Linked DNA regions of Capsicum annuum: region 2 is linked to region 1. A link is a contact called in public Hi-C data. All regions are on one chromosome and are shown on one strand. The core of a region is the stretch at or near the end of the contact, and the rest is flanking DNA. Distances in the headings are between cores, read along the strand shown.

Region 1 (4,383 bases), core at 323-2,822:
GGAGGGAGCTGGAAAGAGGAATCTCAAGAACTTACAACTTTAGAAGCCAATGTCTCTTCGTAACAGAACAGTGCTGATACTCATCCGTTTGATACTGAAGCGTAGCGATCTGCATTATGTTGATGTTCGAAATAGATAAGGTTAATTAATCATGTAAAACTCAAATGAAATTGGTAGTTGAAAGTATTACAGAATCATTGTTCACAACTACTCGATTGAGTATTAACTAATAAATCCCGATACTTCACCGGTCAAATATTCAAATTTCAAGAGAAAGAGCTTTGTCATATTTGCGATGCTTAAGTTAGCTCTTTTAAAATCGTGCCCTCCCCATCCAAACATATTCCAAAGAAATTGAATTTTAACATGTGTATACCAAAGAAGCTGCCACCCAAAAGTGTGTGAGTTCTAGCTGAAAAAAGGTGTCTCTGAATCTTAAGAAAGTGTATCAACCATCAATCTCTATGATCGAAGCAAAACTACACAAAAAGGTAATTGTATTCACAGCGAATGGACTGAAACACCTACCATCTTTGCTTCTAGTGTTGAGGATGAAGCAGGGAACGTCACAACAAGCTGAATGATTTGCGATTCAAGTAGCTAGGAAGAAGAATTTCAGCCTGCATTTTGTTTCCATTGAGAGGACGATTTGTTAACACTGCTATCTTTGCCCATGTATAGTTTAATTCAATAAATATGACCGATTCAGATCTTGTCCAAAACGTGTGTGTATATATGTGTATTGCAATTGAACGAGGGAGCTTAAAAAACTGTGATCATAGTTAAAGGACAACAAAGTGCGCCCTTTTTATAAAGAAAGCATATAGAATGCAGCGCAGAAGACCACTATCTGCACAATCCTATATTGGTCTACTCAAGGGTCCAAAATGCTACAGAACCGTTTAAACTATCCAACTAAGTTATACATCACATTTCGAACCTATTGGAACTGTCAAACTTGTAACCCCTAACATAACAGTGGCCACTAAATGCAGAATTGTTTACAGAAGTATTTCATAATACAACTAGTGATATTTCTATCAACCTAAGCTCCTTTTGTGAACATTCCACAATCCCTTAAAGTCATCATATTTCTTTTCTTTTTTAATTAAGCAAATACAAAGAAGACATCATATAATCCCTTAAGAATAGAGAAAGCAATTCCAACTAAATAAATTCACACTTGTCTATATATTGAACACAAACTACAGCTTCCACACCACATTAATAAAATCCCCTTTTTGAAAAGAATAACTCACTAGAATAATTTCATATATATAAAAAAGAATAGGTCGCCTATTGAGAAAAACACTAGCAAAATTAAAAATTAGCATGAATTTTTAGGGAAAAACAAGAATAAAACAAGCACCTGGACACCAAGTATAAAGGCTTTTCAGTTTGCTGCTACCAGAAAGTTGCTAATCAGTTTACAATAAAATAATGGAGATATCCGCAACTTCTTCTTCTTCCTTATTTTGCTGAAATAACTTCTGTTTTTGTCATTCTTTTCCTTGTTTCGGTCTAATAGTACAGTAATATATATATATTTTTATTTTTATTTTTATTTTTTTTATTTTTGGAATTCAGTAATCGAAAAATCAAAGTTTATCTTCTCCCTTTCCCCCCCTTTTATTTGAATAATTTTTTTTGTCCAAGTGAACTTTACATACTGTTGGAGACTAAATGCTTTGGGCCATTGAGCTATTGTTATTGTAATGGGCTTGGTCCGATAATTTTAGGAAAAATTACACAAATAATCAAACTTAAGCATCATTATCGATAATCTATATCTATATCTATATCTATAATCTATAATAATAATAATAATTATAATAATATAATATATATAATAATCTATATCTATAGTTTATATCTATAATCTATAATATATTAAATGTGTAAAACCCTTAGGGGTCGTTTGGTTTGAAAACAAGTTGTACCGGGATTAGTTATGCTGGGATAAGTTGTGATAGGATTAGTTATTTAGCTTTAATTTTTTTACGTGTGTCTTCCCATGATTATGCCGTGTGTGTTTAAAAAAAATCTTACTACATCTTATTTAGCTTGAAATAAAAAATTTCAACTTAAGTTTATTAAAGTAAAAAATGATTTGTTGTTTATGTCACTTCATTTAAATACATATCACTCATAAAATATAGAATATTAAAATTCATTTTAATTGATATATAAAATATCAATTTTTAAGTGATTAAAAAAATATTTAATTTAAAATATGTAATTCAACAATAGAGTCGACATTTTTATTATTTTTTAGAGAAATTAAAATGTATAAATAAACATAATAATTATTCAAATAAATTTAACTTATAATATATTCATAAATAAAATATTTCTTAAATGTGCATGAATCTCTAATATTTCTTGTTAAATTACTTATTTTGTTCTAAATTCCATAAAATATTAATAATCTCATTTTTTGTTAAAAAAATTCATCATAAAAAAATGTGAAAAAGAATTACTCTCATTTTTTATTATTTAGTATCATTAATATTTGGAGAGTGAAATTATATTTTTTTAAAAAATTAAATTTTCAAATATTTTTAGCTAAATATAAAAATATTTTTTTATTTAATAATTAAACATGTATTAAGTTAGAAAGAGAATGTCAACATACTTTAGTAACTTGTCCATAATTTTATAAAAATACCTTATATTTTATTTACATCCAAACCGCAAACCAAACGGCACCTTAGTGATTTGAACTTTTTGCTCTTCATTAAAAATCTGTGCAATAGACAAAACCGTCTTTTTACTATTTTCTTTAATTTGTCATTCAATTATTCATATAATATTTAAAATTAAAAAGTCCTAAAATACATTATAATCTATATCTATATATATACTACTTTCCATTAATACAATATCAATGCCAACTCTACAATTTTAGTCAAGTTGGTAAACATACTCAAAGGACCCCAAGCATATCGACTGCAAACCATCAACCGTAACGCCATAAAGTTCATATTAATTCAATGCAAGCTAGAAAACTTGAGTAGCCGTTTGGCCATGAAAATTAAAATTTTTCGGAGTTGGAGTTGAAGTTGGAGTTGAAATTGTAATTGGAGTTGTGTTTGGCCATGTATTTTTTTAATTTTTATTTTTTTTGACTTTTGTAAGAACTTTTTTAAATATGATTTTATGCCCCAACTTTTACAAACTATCAAAATCACCCAACTAAAATTTACCTACTAACATACAAGTGATTCTTATATATAGAGACACTTCCAATTGAAATATTACAATTGAATAATACAATTGGAAATTTAATCCTTTATCAATCTCATTAAGCAAACCAAAACAGAAGGATAAGTTGTTTAGGGTATCAAAAAACACCACAACTAGGGGAAACAATCGCAATTTTGAGAATGAAAAAGAAATCGAAATTAATTTGTCTTAACCATTGAGTGCATAATACATGAGAAGATATTATCAAAGTGTTGATTCTACTTGCAAGTAATTTGAACCTTGCAGTTCTGCTCAACACTTCTATAGTTAAAAAAACATGTACAAATATTTCAAGACAAGACAACATTAATGTTGAATGCCAAATGTGTTATTCAGTTTCTACCCCATCTTCACAATCTTTGAGATGTTCTTTGAGGCTTTGTCCAGGTATATCCCACTTTTCACTATCCCATGTTGAATTAGCTTCTGACAATGTATAGTCGTCAAGTTTGAGCGATAATTGAAATTCTGGAAGATCGGGCAGTACTTGAAGATCTCTGCTTGCAATGTCAGCACATTATAATGTAAGTGTGAAAAGATTGAATAAGTATAATTAGTATAAAGTTGCTCTATTGTGTAAGCTGTAAGCCTCGCTTTTCTGGGTCCAAAAGGTAGCCATACATTTGAGACTTCTTGGCAGCAGTTTTCGGGACTTTTTTGTTTAAATGCTTCATAACACCACATGCTGGAGGAGTTCTACGAATACACAAGTAAAGACAACATGTGAAGTTAGTACTTCTATAATGGTCTTTCGTTGAAATATAATTGAAAAGAGCAAAGACATAATTAAAAACCTATTTTTATTTGTTTGTTGGTAGTTAGTTATAGTTATAAGGAGAGTTTTATGTAAAAATTTAAAAGATTGGGGTTATGTGTAATAATAATAAAAGTTGGAAAATTGGGAAAACACCAAAAACCTGTTTTCCCTTTTCAGAAAAATATTTCGGAATTGTTTTCACAATTTTCATGGCCAAACACCACATTTTTCAACTTCGGAAAAATTTTCCGTAAAAAAGAAAAAATTTTCATGGCCAAACGATTATATTCGATGAAACATAGCATCACTAGGGTGTTGTATTCTTATACTATTTTTTTAATTTGTCATTTAATTATTCATATAATATTTAAAATTAAACA
Region 2 (4,104 bases), core at 40-2,539, 150 kb after region 1:
CACATAAAGCGATCAGATAAGAGAAAGAAAAAAATGAAGACAAAAACTATGAATATGGAAGAAATTTAGAGCTGCAACAAGATTAGAACTAGCAAAAAAATGGTGGTACGGATGATAAGGAAAAAGAAAAAAACAAATGGTGTATTTAAGTCAACAAATGGTAGAGAAGAAGAAGGGATTTTTAATTTTTTGATAAATAATGTAAACGTGGCAGGTTTTAATTGGTAACTTAAGTTAAATTTTAACTATTCATGCGCCTGATATGCGTGTCTACACGTAGAGGCAAAAGTTAAGTCAAAATGGTGTATTTATAATGGTTAGGTAAGATTCATGGGGTAATAAATCGAAAGTATAATTTAGGTAACTTTTTTAAAAAGTCAGACAAGTTCAGAGATACTTTATGTATTTTCTCTTAGTATTTACATAGGATACATGTGTCGTGTCTACAGACTGGTAGCATTAAAATGCTTTTAGCCTCTTCTTTGGTTAGGCAAAAAATATTATATCATAGAATTAAATGTTTTTAGCCTCTTCTTTGATTAGGAAAATATTAAATCATAAAATTAAATGTTTTTAGCCTCTTCTTGATAGAGTAATTTACTCACCGAATTTGTAGTTTTGTAGTATACAGGAGTAGAAGTAAGAACCCCTTAATACAGCTTGTTTGGTTGGTTGTTACCTATTAATTATTATTAGCGTTAATTATTATTTTAAATATTGTGTTTATTTTGACTATTATTTAAACTTTATTGTACCGATTAGGTGTGATCGCATTATTACCTTTTTTTTTCTTTTCATTTCGCTTTTGTTTATCTAATAATCTTATTTTATCCTTTATCCTATTATTTTATAATATCTTGTATCCTACTTTTGTTATAGGTTTATCCTTCAAATTGAAGATGTATGACATTACGTAACGACGGAAACAATACAATTCATCCGAACACTGTAGTTGTAAAAAAAAACCTTTACAATACATTGCAAAACAATATATAACAACCATCCAAACAATGTGTTACTCCCTCTGTCCCACTTTACTCGATACAATTGGAATTTCGAGATTCAAACTTCTAAACTGTGATCATGAATTACGACATAAAAGCTTTAAGTTTTTCGAAATAAATTTTTATATATTTAAAAACTACGATAAAAATAATCCTAAATCAAATAATCACAACTTGAAATATTTCTCAATCAAAGTAGAATATGATTTGCTCTCGAAATTCTAATGCCACATAAATTATGACGAAAAAGAAAAGGTAATAAAAAGACAAACAATTCAACTTACTGTAGGAGTCTTCATGCATGTAACCGGCTAACCGCTGCTCTATAAATAAAAGTCCTTGGACTCTTATCTCCCCTAGTTCTCTTCTCTTGCAAATTCAGTTGAGCTGAGAACTCAAAACCCTAGGAATTCAATCTCTCTTCTTTCGTTTTCGGCCTTCTTCAATGGCGGTTAACGTTCAAGAAAAGTGGGATTCGGAGAATGTCGTACCCTATGATGACGAAGAATCTCCAATAGAACAAGTTCGTTTAACAGTATCAAACGAAGACGATCCTTCTCTACCAGTATGGACATTCAGAATGTGGTTCTTAGGAATCGTGTCATGTGCACTTCTATCGTTTCTCAACACTTTTTTCAGTTATAGAGCTGAGCCGTTGGTGATCACAATGATTACTGTTCAAGTTGCAACGCTGCCGATTGGGCGTTTAATGGCTAGGGTGTTACCAACGAGGATGTTTAAGATTATGTCGTGGGAGTTTACGTTGAATCCAGGGCCGTTTAATATGAAAGAGCACGTATTGATTTCAATTTTTGCCAATGCTGGTTCTGCTTTTGGGAATGGACCTGCTTATGCTGTTGGAATTGTGGATATTATCAAAGCGTTTTATTTTAGGAATATCTCATTCTTGGCTGGTTGGATTCTTGTTGTTGCCACTCAGGTTCAAACTTCTTCTACTGAAATATTTCTTGCGATTTCGTGCTTATTAAGATTATAGAAGTTGAATCTATAAAGTTTAAATCTTGAATTCACATGCATATAATAGTCATTAGTCAAATCACTCGTACCAGGATATTGATCGTGATAGTTCAATGAGAATGTCAAAAAACCGAAGTATCTATCCTGAATGAGTTACATCATGAAGATTTTCTGAGCCCCAATATGTATTGCATATACGTCTAGCTTAATCAGACCTCTTATTTTCTGTTGAAAAGTAATTGAACAATGTCAAAACTTTTCAACTCTTCATGTCAATTAAAGGCTAAAGTGATGGAAGTATCTATTTAACTTTCATCATCTGTAGACATGTCTAGTTTACCAGTGCTAATAGTATAATGTTTGTGTATCAGGTTCTGGGATATGGCTGGGCAGGGATTATGAGGAAGTTAGTGGTAGACCCTGCAGAAATGTGGTGGCCAAGTAGTCTGGTTCAAGTTTCTCTTTTCAGGTAATTTCTCAAAAATTTCAACTTGATCCCTGAAATAGCATATTAGCTTATTATCTCGAGTTGCTCATGTTCTTCGTGGATAGGCAAATCCTTTTCTTGTACTTTTTTTTTGGATGAGTTTGAGAACATTGATGCATAAGGCCTTGTTACTGTATCTAACAAATGTAAATTTTTATAAATTTGGGCAGGGCTCTCCATGAGAAAGAAGGGGAAGGAAAAACCTCAAGAGGCAAATTTTTTTTAATTGTGCTAGCTTGCAGCTTCATATGGTACATTGTCCCTGGTTATCTCTTCCCAACATTGTCAAACTTAGCGTTGATCTGTTTGGTCTATCCCAAATCAGTGTTTGCCCAGCAACTTGGTTCAGGCATGAAGGGTCTTGGAATTTTATCCTTCACTTTTGATTGGGCAGTTATAGCATCATACCTTGGTAGCCCTCTGGTTTACCCCTTTTTTGTCATTGTCAATGTCATAATTGGGTATATTGGTGTAGTATATATACTAATTCCCGTTTCCTATTGGGGATTGAACCTCTACAATGCCAAGAATTTCCCTCTATTCTCCTCGGAGTTGTTTGATGCTCGGGGCCAGATATACAATGTTACATCCATAGTTAATGATAAATTTGAGATAGACAAGGTATCATATGCACAGCACGGACGCATACATCTCAGCACGTTCTTTGCTGTTACTTATGGCCTGAACTTCGCAGCTGTTACTGCTACTGTCTCACAAGTTGTTCTATTCAATGGAAAGTAAGTACTTCTTAACTATCATTTTCCCTCCCCCACCCATTTACTTTATTTTTTTACCAGTTATTCACCCGTGATGGATCTAGACTAGGCGCCTAGACAGGAAGCACTGCATCTAGCTTGGACTTATGTGTGTAAAGAAACCAAAAGGCTAGTACTCTTGTCGATGTTGTAGGAACACTCTAGCTGTTTTCGGATAGTTTTTTTTCTGCTGGTTAAGGCTTTCATAATGAGTTAACCAACTAGAATAGAACCTATACACGAACTGAAAAGAAACTCTCTCACAGAAAGAGAGAGAGAGAGAGAGAGACAGCAGCCAACCCCCACACACACTTTAGTAGGCCAGAGATTATTCAACTTAGACGTGGTTCCTATTGGTTTAACTCATGAATTAAACTTGTTCTGAGAAGAGAATTATACTGATAATATCACTGAACAGGGAAATATGGCAGCGACTCCGGACCTCATACAAGGGAAAGCCTGATATTCACACAAGACTTATGATGAAATATAAGGACATCCCTAACTGGTGGTTTGTCCTCACGCTTGCACTTTCATTGGTTTTGTCGCTTGTCCTATGTATCTTCATGAAAGATGAAGTTCAGCTTTCGTGGTGGGGGCTTATCCTTGCAGCCGCTCTTGCTTTGCTATATACCCTACCAATAAGCATCATAACAGCCACCACAAACATGGTTAGTCTTGCAAGTTGAACATATGTTGATTACTTTTTGTGGATGCATTCATTCTCTTTTATTTAACAAATTTTTGCTTCTGATGACAGGCACCAGGACTAAACGTGATCACAGAATATATAATTGGTATAATACTCCCAGGTAAACCAATAGCCAACGTCTGCTTCAAGACTTATTCTTATATGAGTATGAGCCAGGCTGTTTCCTTT

Evidence for each region. A called contact is a pair of places that touch in the nucleus more often than the background predicts.
Region 2: a contact with region 1 is called in a Hi-C map of leaf, with 4 times the contacts expected there. The contact joins the promoter of LOC107853397 here to the promoter of LOC107853398 in region 1. A contact is called at or near these places in 2 of 5 Hi-C or Micro-C datasets (leaf and placenta).

Annotation. Positions count from the first base shown.
Region 1 is chr4:217,071,570-217,075,952 of UCD10Xv1.1, forward strand. It overlaps LOC107853398 (vesicular-fusion protein SEC18), which reads right to left and starts at 1,573. Exons shown (of 10, transcript XM_016698386.2): 1 at 1,370-1,573; 2 at 529-620; 3 at 36-109. The coding sequence starts at 531.
Region 2 is chr4:217,226,688-217,230,791 of UCD10Xv1.1, forward strand. LOC107853397 (oligopeptide transporter 2) reads left to right here and starts at 1,290. Exons shown (of 6, transcript XM_016698385.2): 1 at 1,290-1,944; 2 at 2,354-2,451; 3 at 2,640-3,206; 4 at 3,643-3,895; 5 at 3,985-4,104. The coding sequence starts at 1,450.